3 separate regions of the Mus musculus genome follow, and all the other regions are linked to region 3. A link is a contact called in public Hi-C data. All regions are on one chromosome and are shown on one strand. Each heading gives the region's core, a stretch centred on a gene start, on an enhancer-like site or on the middle of the called end of the contact. The rest is flanking DNA. Distances are from core to core; before and after follow the strand shown.

Region 1 (3,041 bases), core at 404-2,903, 320 kb after region 3:
GGGGGTGATTCCTCACCATTCTGTGACACTCAGAGACGGCTTCAGGACACACAGCATTACCATAATTTTTCCGACTGGAGTTCTCCTAGGACTTTGGATGTAGTCCCTTCTCTTCCTTTTAATTGCCTAGGCTGCATCCTTAATTAAAAGCTGTACAAATGGATTTTATGCCATGCCAAAAGAAATCCGAGTTCATTAGTCATAAAACCTTTTAAAAATTGATGCAAACATGCGGATTCCTTAAAAGTTTGAGCTCAAAGTCCTCATTTCACAGAGAAGTTTCTTTCTACCTAGAGAATACAAAGTCAACACAAATTAGGTTTTTTAAAAACTTGGTTCTTGGACGAGGTTGTTTTCTGTGGGTTTATGCTTCTAGTTTTATGTTTTCCTTTCCTTTTTCCCCTTGTACAGTGAGGTTCATTTTAAATGCAGACACAGAAGAGGTTTGTGGGTGGGCAATTCCTGTTGACCTTTTCTCCCCGGGTTTTGCCAAGAAAGCTCATAATCCTTTTAATAATTTTTCTTATTAAGTCACAATTACATCATCTTCAACAACAATAGAAGTCAAATGTGCCAGCCCACAGCATCAAGGCAAATCTTATCTGAACATGCTGTTTGTCTTGCTATGGATTCTCAAATTTAAGTAATTTTACTTTAAATGTTGTTTAAAAGCCATCCTTCCCCTCCCCCTCCTCTGTGTGTGTGTGTGTGAGTGTGTGTGTGTGACTGTGTGAGTGTGTGTGTGTGAGTGTGTGAGTGTGTGTGTGTGTGTGTGAGTGTGTGTGTGTGAGTGTGTGTGTGTGAGTGTGTGTGTATGTGTGTGTGTGTGAGTGTGTGTGTGTGTGTGAGTGTGTGTGTGTGTGAGTGTGTGAGTGTGTGTGTGTGTGTGTGTGTGTGTGTGTGTGTGTGTAGGCTAGGAGACAGCTTCAGCTATCAGGGTCCTGTGTTTGCAAGGGTGAGAGCTCACTGACTTCACAGTCTCTTCAGTCTCAGTCCTGCATATTTCATGGGCAACACGGGTCCTAAAGCAGCCAGAAGAGGCTGATGGAGAAATGGTCTCCACTCCTCAAGGGAAGAGCTTCCAGGTCCCATTGCAAAGGCCTGGATCCTAGAATTTTAAAGATTATGACTGTTTCTGTCTTTTAATACAACTGTCTAATTGAGATAAAGTTCACAAAGACACAATCCACCCAGTTGGTTTCTCAGATATCCTCAGAGTGGTGTGGCTGGCTATCTTCATGGTCTAGATGTATTGTCTTAACCACAGAATGAAACTCCATAGCCTTTATCAAGCATGTCCTGCTGTTACCTCCAACACGGGCTCATACATCCATGCGCATACACATATCTTCCTGTCCCAGCCTAGGGAAAGGCTTAGCTGCTCTCCCTCTCTGCAGGCTGAAGGAAGGATTGCAGCTAGTGTTTGCAACCCATCTACTCATGTATCCTCAAGCTGACATGAAACACACTCTATGAGCAACAGAAACAGAGCATGCATCTAGTCGGATGGGTGGCTTCATTTTTTATTTCTGTGACACTGGTGGAGCAGACAAGGCTGATGAAGGGGTGGCAGGAGCAGGAGGTGCACCCCCAACTCAAGGCTTCCAGGATGTGGAAATTTCCAGGAAATGACTACCTTCTGCAGGAATGCCGTGTGACTAGTCTATCCCTGCACGGTTTCCTAGGGCGAGACAATTGGCTTCAGCTGAGGAGGCCCTGGCCCACATCTTTGCGTAAAAACTGCAATAACTTCTAGGTTAAGAAAAGTTCAGCTGTGTTTTTCTCCCCTTCCCCTTCTGTTCCCTCTGTTCCTCTCCATCTGCAAGTGAAACCCGGAGTGTTGAAATGTTACAAGAGGGGAAAGAGATGTTCTCATGGTATTTCTGATCCAAGCGGAAGCAGAAAGTGCCAAGGAGTCTCTGGAGAACGCTGCTTCCCCATGCTTCTCAGCTGTACTTTTACAGGCCCACAAGCTTAGGAAAAAGACTTCACCAGAGTCCGGATGGATACTGTTGGCTTTGTGCTTGCTTGTGGAGGAACCCTCCTGTTCTTTGGCAGCTCAGCTATCAGAGTTTCCACGGGTCCTAAGAGCTAAAACGTTTCCCTGTGATTAGAATACAGTGTTCAGAAAACACCGTGAGATGGGGAATGAAAACCTGGTGTTTCTCTAAATAGAATTACTTCAAAGACATCTTCATAAGTGTTGTTTATCCAGAAATTCATTTGGATCCAGTTGAGAAAAATCGGCAATTTGATAGACTGGACTTCTGATTCATTCAGCAGTGTGTGGCAATCCTAACTTCCTGCCCAGTTGGTATACCTGCTTCTGGACGTCAGACAGGAAACAGAGATCAGCCAGGAGAAACGTGTAAATGTGACCCTTTGCACCAGGGAAACAGCTGGAGATGGGCATAGCCATGGGTCTGAGGAGCTGCTGGGATAACCGACATGGGTCTTCAGGGATCACCCTGGGACTGTCTTCCAGAATGCTCCCTCTGAGAACTGTCCTGCTTCAAATGGAGGAGAGCAGAAGCCAGGCAAACTCAGAGATAGGGGTGGGAGAATGAAGGGGAGCAAGGGACAAATAAGGAAGGATACAGAAAAAGGAGGAAGGAAAGGAAAGGAGAGGAGGGGAGAGTAAAAGAGGAGAAAGAATCAGGAGTGAGAAAGGATGCAGAAGAGCTAGAGGAGGGAGGTGAGAAAGGATCGGGGAGGGAGAGACAGAGATAACCCGGTCTATGCATACCCAACTGCCCCTCCCCAGCACAGTGAGTCACATTTGTTTCTGCTCATCTTGCCAGAACTATTAAAGAAATGGAGGAGAGAAAAAGGAGGGAGGGAAGAAAAGATGAATGTTCAACCTGGCGTCTTGGCGTTAGTCTGTGGGGAAACAGCAAAACTGAGAACACAGGGAAGCCAGCGAGGAGGGAGCAGTTCTCTGCCAAGACAGCCTTTTCTCTGTAAAGCTTTTGTTCCTTCCAAGGTGCCATAAAGCATGAAAGGAAACTAAAGGATGAGCTAGAATGTCCTTCCTTTCAGAT
Region 2 (3,256 bases), core at 285-2,784, 350 kb after region 3:
AAAAACTTTTCAAAGTTGAACATGATGGGTATTCCTGAACCAAGGCTCCTGTGAGTACAGTGTTCTTTTTTCTGCAAATAGCAGGTGCACCGCAGGGACTTCGAATGACCTTTGAAAAACTGCCTTAGAGCAACAAGCCCACATGTGGAGCCCAACACCCACTCCGACCCAGCTGCCAACTCTTGATGACCCCATTCTTTCAAAATTCTCCTGGGTCCATCTCAGGCCCAGATGATCTGGTCTACAAGGTCCCAGGTGCCTGGTTCACACAGGAGGCATCTCACCAACCATTTTAGGTACCCATCTTGTGCTTCTGAGAGCAAGCTCTGGTGCCCAGTGATGGGGATAAGTCGTTGGGTCATGGTGGTTTCTGGAGGAAGGTGTGGATTCATTGACACTACCATGATGTATATTGCCAGCTACCACCTCAGCAGTCTCAGGGGTGAAACTACTTTTCCACATGGAATTATAATATGTTGTAATGACAAAACCTTTTCTTAGAGCCTGCTGCATATGGCAAGTGAATGCTGACTGTGAAATGGCACCGTTCTGCAGTTCTCCTGACATCTCCAGAATAGTCACCAATAAAAGTTGCTATTTATGCGTGCCCTACTGGTGACACTATTAAATCTTTTGGCTGCTCTGTTTGGGGAAGGTTACAGGCTGAAAGCGGCATGAATTGGAACCGTGTCTAAGTTGGAATTTTATCTGGCACGGTTTGGCTTAAACTTGGATGGCTAACCTTCAGGTTTTACTCATGCTGGAATATTCCGTAGAGGGCTCACTGCTGTGTGGCATTTTTTTTAAAGTGTGTATATGAAATAGGAAAAACTTAGGCAGCCTGCCGACACATGTGTTGTGCTTGGAAGGAGATCCTCCAAACTTGGGGGATGAAAAGGAGACCTCATTTATTAGCATTTCAAAACTCGTCTGGGCCACGGAGTGGGTAAACAAGGCACCCATGATTAATCGAAACAGCAAAAGCAGATTTTGTTTATTAGCTCCCTAAAGTATCCATTGTACTGTTTTTTTGTAATAGTTCAGATAATTTTTTTATTCCCTACCCTTCAGAAATGACAAAGAAAAATCTATTTCTTGGCTGAAGTAATCTCAGATAAATTAACATCATTTTTCATACACATTCGTTTGGGGGGACTTGAAACTGTAGCATAAGCTATTGATTTCATTATTTGAATTAAGTTGAAGGAATCCTACAGCTGTTTGCTGTCAGATTTTAAGTCCACTGTCCATCTTCAGCTGGCCATTTAATCTACATTTCACCTGGAGACCAGAGCAGGTTTTAATATAAAAAGTGCACATATTCGGGAAACATATGCTGCAAGCTCTTCAGAAGCCCAAGAGTAGCAGAAAGCTAACAATTAGCAGTTTTGTTTTCCTGAGTATACACGGTTCAAGTTGAAAGTTTTTCTTGGGCTGTTTCCAAAAACTCCAATTCCTCCTTTCTTGACCCTTTTGGAGTTTGGAACGGCTGAAGCCCGTTGCCTTGCATAAGAGTGTCAGGCGGAGAATAAAAAATTACACCACATCATTTTTCACCGTGGCCAGATGAGGGCTGAGCGGAAGAACAAGGAACAGGAAGGAATGAGCATCTGAAAAATTGGCTCTGCAAGCTGGAATGTGATTCTGCTCCAAGGGGCCACCCCGCCCCCCCTGCAGAACGGGCAGGTTGTAGACAGATCTGGGTCTTAGCCTGCCACCCCAAGGGCCCCAGTGTCAAGAAACCGTGATAGAATACTGTTCATTTATGCAACATCTGTAACACATACAGCAAATTATTAATAGCTCAATATGCCAATCTGCCACTGTTCGCTTTTGACATAGTAGGGGCCAGGAGCACGGAAGTTTGGCAGCTTGGAAACGAAAGCGGTGCTCCTGGTGAAAATTAAATACAGGTGCTCGGGGTTTGTGTACTGGAATGTGAAAGTGAACACCATGGCCTGATGGAGGCGGACCAAAAAAAAAAAAAAAAAAAAAAAAAAAAAAAAAAAAGGCAGTTCTCGCTGTCCAGGCGAAAGGTTAATATTCTTCGTTGCAGAGGACCTGGGCACCAGTGTGATTTATACCTTGTGTCATTTGACTCTATTGTCCTCGATTGTAGAGGTACCGTGAAGAGGTGGGCATGCTACTTGTACCAAGGAGGACACTGAGGGCTGGAGTGGAGACTCAGTGCTTACAAAGTTGGCAGCGTGGAGCCAGGATATGGGGGCTGTTTGTTGTTCCTGTGGACTAAGAGAACCAAAGCTTCCTCTCTTCCAGGGCAGCCTTTCCACCTTAGTTTCTCTATACTTTTGTGTTTAACCAGTAATAAGCTTTTGTCAGTTTCTTGTTATCTAGTATAGCAGTTTTGTCTCTGTTTTGTTTTGTTTTGTTTCCCATAGAGTATCACTCATCTGAATTTCTTGACCCTGGATCCATTCGTGAGGATCTGAGTTTGGGGCAGCTTGGTAAGGTTCTGTAGGCAGACAAGGCTAAGCTCCCTGGCGTGGTATTCTAGTAGTTTCCCTTGGCTTTACTACATAGCTCAGTTACCTTTGTGCCACCATGCCTGTCAGGAACAACTGTGAGCAGTGATCTGTATTGGCTGTTTTAGAGGGTTCCACGAATGGTTGCCTGCCTCTTTATTATACTTGGGGAGAACATCATGGTGGCAGAAGTCTGTGGTATAGGGGCTTCCTCACTTCACAACAGAAAGGAAGTAGAGAGCAGGAGAGTCAGGAAGGGGCCAGTCCTCCTAAGGATGCTGTGACCCTCCTTCAGTTCAGTGCTACCTCCAAAAGTTCTCAGAATCACCAAAACAGCACCATTCTCTGAACACTGAGCTTCCCAACACAGAGCCATTTTAGGAGACCATTTCACATTCAAACCAGGGCATTGGCCTTATAAACCATTTCACTGTGACACACTGAACCCTGTGAGACTAGAGAGAAGTGCACCCCACTAGGGCACCACCCCAGTCTGAACTAAAAGCATATCTGGCGACACTCTGGCCTCCCCACTTTTATTTTCATCTCCCCTGTCTTTCCTGCTTTGGTGAGAAGAGTGTACAATGTTCGACCTGCCCTGTGGCTAAAGCTGAAGCTTCCATTATCGTAACTAGGGCATCCTGCCTTCCTGGGACTATAGGATTGTCTTACATAGCTCAACTCTTTCTCCTCAACCTCTTCAGCTTCTGCTAACTGCTATTCTGCAGTCTGATTCCATGAGTGATGTTTTAGATTTCCAATGAATTATATAA
Region 3 (3,160 bases), core at 111-2,610:
AACACTTGAGAGGTAAAGCCAACATCCTGAGACAGAAGACAGGCCAGTTTTTGACACCAGGTCGGACCTAAGAGAGGCCTAAAACCCCCCAGCCAGGAAGTGCATGCCCGGGGTCAGGGCCCCTGAGACAGGAGAGCTCACCAGTATCCACGCACCACCGAAACCAACAGGCCTTGTCATGGGAAATTGGTTGAAAATGTGCTGACCCGCATAAAACTTTTATTAGAATCCGACAGCAGAAGGAGGACCTTCCAAGGATTCACAGGTTGGGAGAGCTGAGGAGAAAGTGTGTAGCCAGACTCAGAACCCTGGATTTCCTTTTGGTGGCCCTGCTGTCCCTTTGGGACTGGGTGCATCTGGGGTCTAAGAGCCTCTCAGAGCTCCTGGAGGCTTTCAAGCCATAGTCCTTACAGTCTCCACACTGTGCCATCGAGGCCAGGATTGGGACATTATGTCCTGCACCCCAACATCACTGGAATGGAGGGTGGAAGTGCAACACCCCCATACCCCCGACTCCTGCTGAGCTCCTGGGCAGGCAGACTTTCTAAAAAGGGAAAAGGGACATAAATCAGGAAATTAAAAAAAAAAAGTTTCTGCACATTTTCAAAACCCACGTTGCGTTCTCTGAGGTCCTTTTCATTTTAACCAAATCAGGGGGAACTTGTCCTCACAGCGGCAAGGCAGATGGAACGATAAATCACAGGCGCTGTTGACTGCCTGCAGTGCACTCTCCGCAGCTGTCACTTTTTGTCTCTTTGGTTTTAGCTGACATGGTTTGAGGTCCACTGTGAACCGATCTGGACTTTTTTTTTTTAATATTTTTTTTTTTTTTACAGTCATATCCATCAAAACGACCAGTGGCCACCAGCCCTTTACGGCTATTGATCGAGTGGCCCTTGCCCCCTCCAACCCAGTGCCATCCTGCTCTTAGGTGAATCTGGGTGGGGGGTGCGCCTCGTTCTCGTGGATTTTCTTCTTTCTTTTCTTTTTTTATTTTCTTTTTTTTTCTTTCTTTTTTTTCTTTTTTCTTTTTCTTTTTCTTTCTTTTTTTTTTTTTTTTTTTTTTGGCCTCCAGCTACAGCTGTGATTTTCTGAGCAGTCTTGGCTCCTGTTATTAAAGTTGCATCGGGCTAGAAGCGAGCAAAGCAGATAACAGCCGCTGTACAGCCGAGCTGGGAAGCCCGGCAGCCTGGTTCGTGTTGTTGTGTTTTTAAGTGCGTGGACGCGCGGGCAGAGGCTCGGAGTTTCCAACTCGTTGCTTATTTTGCAGAGTAAACAAGCAAATGTTATGTGCATAACCTTAGCTGTCTCGCTAAAGGTCAGAGCGCCCCGGCTCATTTCCCCGGCTGCCTTTTGGGGGCACTCTGATGCCAGGGATTTCTTTGGGTGTCGGAGAAACAACATGAGCTCGGCTAACAAAGACTCATTTTACAAAGCTGCAAAACAAAAACATTGATTACATTTGAACCCGAGTGCGCTAGTTTGCTTCCCTGTGCGAAACGCACACCCACCCACGCAGGAGCGCAAAACGGCCAGTGGCTGGAGCCCAAGGGCCTGGAGGCCAAGGGGCAGCTTGAAGACCACTTGGAGAAGATTCCCTGGGGCCGGCCTCTAAGACAGAGGCCCTGGACAGATCTGGGTTCTCTGGCCATGGAGTTGCCTTTCAGAAGCCGGTTTCAAGTTTCCCTTAGCATTGTGTTTTCTACCAAGGCTCCACTTCACTTCAAAGTCCCTGTGAGTGCTCTCATTTAAGCCTTGGTAATTTCACAATTGTACACTGGCAATACCAAACAACAAAAAACAAAACAAAACAAAACAAACAAAATACAATCAGTAGGTGGGCATAGGGACCTTAGCTCAAAGATACACAATTAACAACAACCAGAATAAGAAAAAAAAAAAAAAAAAAGACTGCTTTTAAAAAAAATCCCCAGTTAGGTCAGGTTAAATTTATTATATTCTTTTATAGCTGAACTCTATAGTTTTGACGTGAGGCGACAGCTGAAATGTACCAGAGACCTTTGGAATTTCAGTACTATATATTATAAAGAGGAAGGAAATACGGTTGTGCAATCAGAAGCTAGGTGCTTGTCTTAATATGTTCAAGGAAAAATAATTTTAATTTTTGGAATTATTATTATACCTTTTTTTTCTCTTTTTAAATTATGGAGTGAAGTACGAGAAAAGCAGGGCCTGTAACATAGTGACTAGACAAAAACATTGGCTCTGTCAGAAAATTTCAGATTGCTACAGTAAGATGACTGGAAGATGAGGCTCCTGCTTTTACATGAACCACTAAGTTGGGCTAGCGTGCTACTCTGGATGTCTAAAGACTGCTTTTGTTTGGGTGATTTTTCGGCTGAGTGTGTCTGGGCTTGGGGTTCGAACCTGAAATTTATGCAAAGGGGTCAAGGGCCATCTCTCTGCTCAAAGTTCAATTCCAAGTGGGGAGAATTATTTTCCAGTAAAATTATTCCACATTGAGAAGAGTGGGTCTGTCTTTTAGGTTCTCCTATTTAGCTTAGCCATTGGAAAACAAATAGATTGAATATAGAATCTATGCAGGAAACTGTGTCCAGCTCCAAGAGCCTTGTGCTGGGTCAGGTGTCTACAGAGAATTTTGTAAGTCTCTAACTCCTGAACCATCAGAATAAAGAGTGTGTGTCCCTAAAGTCCTGCTCAGACCCTTTGCAGATGCCTCTGCCCGGGATCATGCCCGGAGCTCAGAAGCTCAGCATCGCTTTCTGCTGTCTTGTCACTATTGTTCTGACACAGAAACAAACTATCAGGCTGCTGTTGCCCCTCAGAAGGGCTAGGGTACCACTCTCTGTAACATTGTGGGCGTGCTGCCTTCCAAAGATTCACCTAGCTTCTAGGTAAACAAGCTGTATGACTTCAGGAGACAGAAGTTGTGTTCAGACACAGGTGGAGAAAAGACAACATAAACTGAAGAAAAAAAAAAAAAAGCCAAAAAACCCGAAAGCACAACACAAAGAAGTCAGACAAGAAAAGATGAAACAAACCTTTATAGAGAAAGACTGCATTTCTTTGTGCTTGCTAGTTTGGAATGAGTGGGAATCTGCCAGAAGTGGCTAGTTATCAAAATACAGAGGCGGACTCTTCAAAGACAAGTGTCTGGAGCCCCAGAATGTTTGTATAT

Evidence for each region. Hi-C and Micro-C count contacts between places; a contact is called where the count stands out from the background.
Region 1: a contact with region 3 is called in a Hi-C map of uterus, with 5 times the contacts expected there. The contact joins two enhancer-like sites. A contact is called at or near these places in 4 of 484 Hi-C or Micro-C datasets (brain, cortical neurons and uterus).
Region 2: a Hi-C map of uterus shows a contact between it and region 3. The contact joins two enhancer-like sites. A contact is called at or near these places in 6 of 484 Hi-C or Micro-C datasets (cerebral cortex, stem cell-derived neural stem cells and uterus), 2 of 115 datasets of contacts at active chromatin or transcription factors (bone marrow-derived macrophages and embryonic limb bud) and 2 of 9 other capture datasets (embryonic tail and embryonic trunk).

What each region holds. Positions count from the first base shown.
Region 1 is chr7:136,376,123-136,379,163 of GRCm38.p6, forward strand. The region is part of intron 4 of Gm29872 (a long non-coding RNA gene); the gene reads right to left. Among named protein-coding and RNA genes, the nearest start is that of Gm29872, 13 kb to the right of the region's middle. Within about 2 kb of position 1,654, at least 30 of the 459 cell types and tissues checked have an H3K27ac peak or open chromatin away from gene starts, as enhancers often do. A contact at or near this core is called in uterus, where this site is marked.
Region 2 is chr7:136,404,842-136,408,097 of GRCm38.p6, forward strand. No RefSeq gene overlaps it. Among named protein-coding and RNA genes, the nearest start is that of Gm29872, 16 kb to the left of the region's middle. Within about 2 kb of position 1,535, at least 27 of the 459 cell types and tissues checked have an H3K27ac peak or open chromatin away from gene starts, as enhancers often do. A contact at or near this core is called in uterus, where this site is marked.
Region 3 is chr7:136,059,386-136,062,545 of GRCm38.p6, forward strand. The region is part of intron 1 of Gm51502 (predicted gene, 51502); the gene reads left to right. Among named protein-coding and RNA genes, the nearest start is that of Gm51502, 13 kb to the left of the region's middle. Within about 2 kb of position 1,361, at least 56 of the 459 cell types and tissues checked have an H3K27ac peak or open chromatin away from gene starts, as enhancers often do. A contact at or near this core is called in uterus, where this site is marked.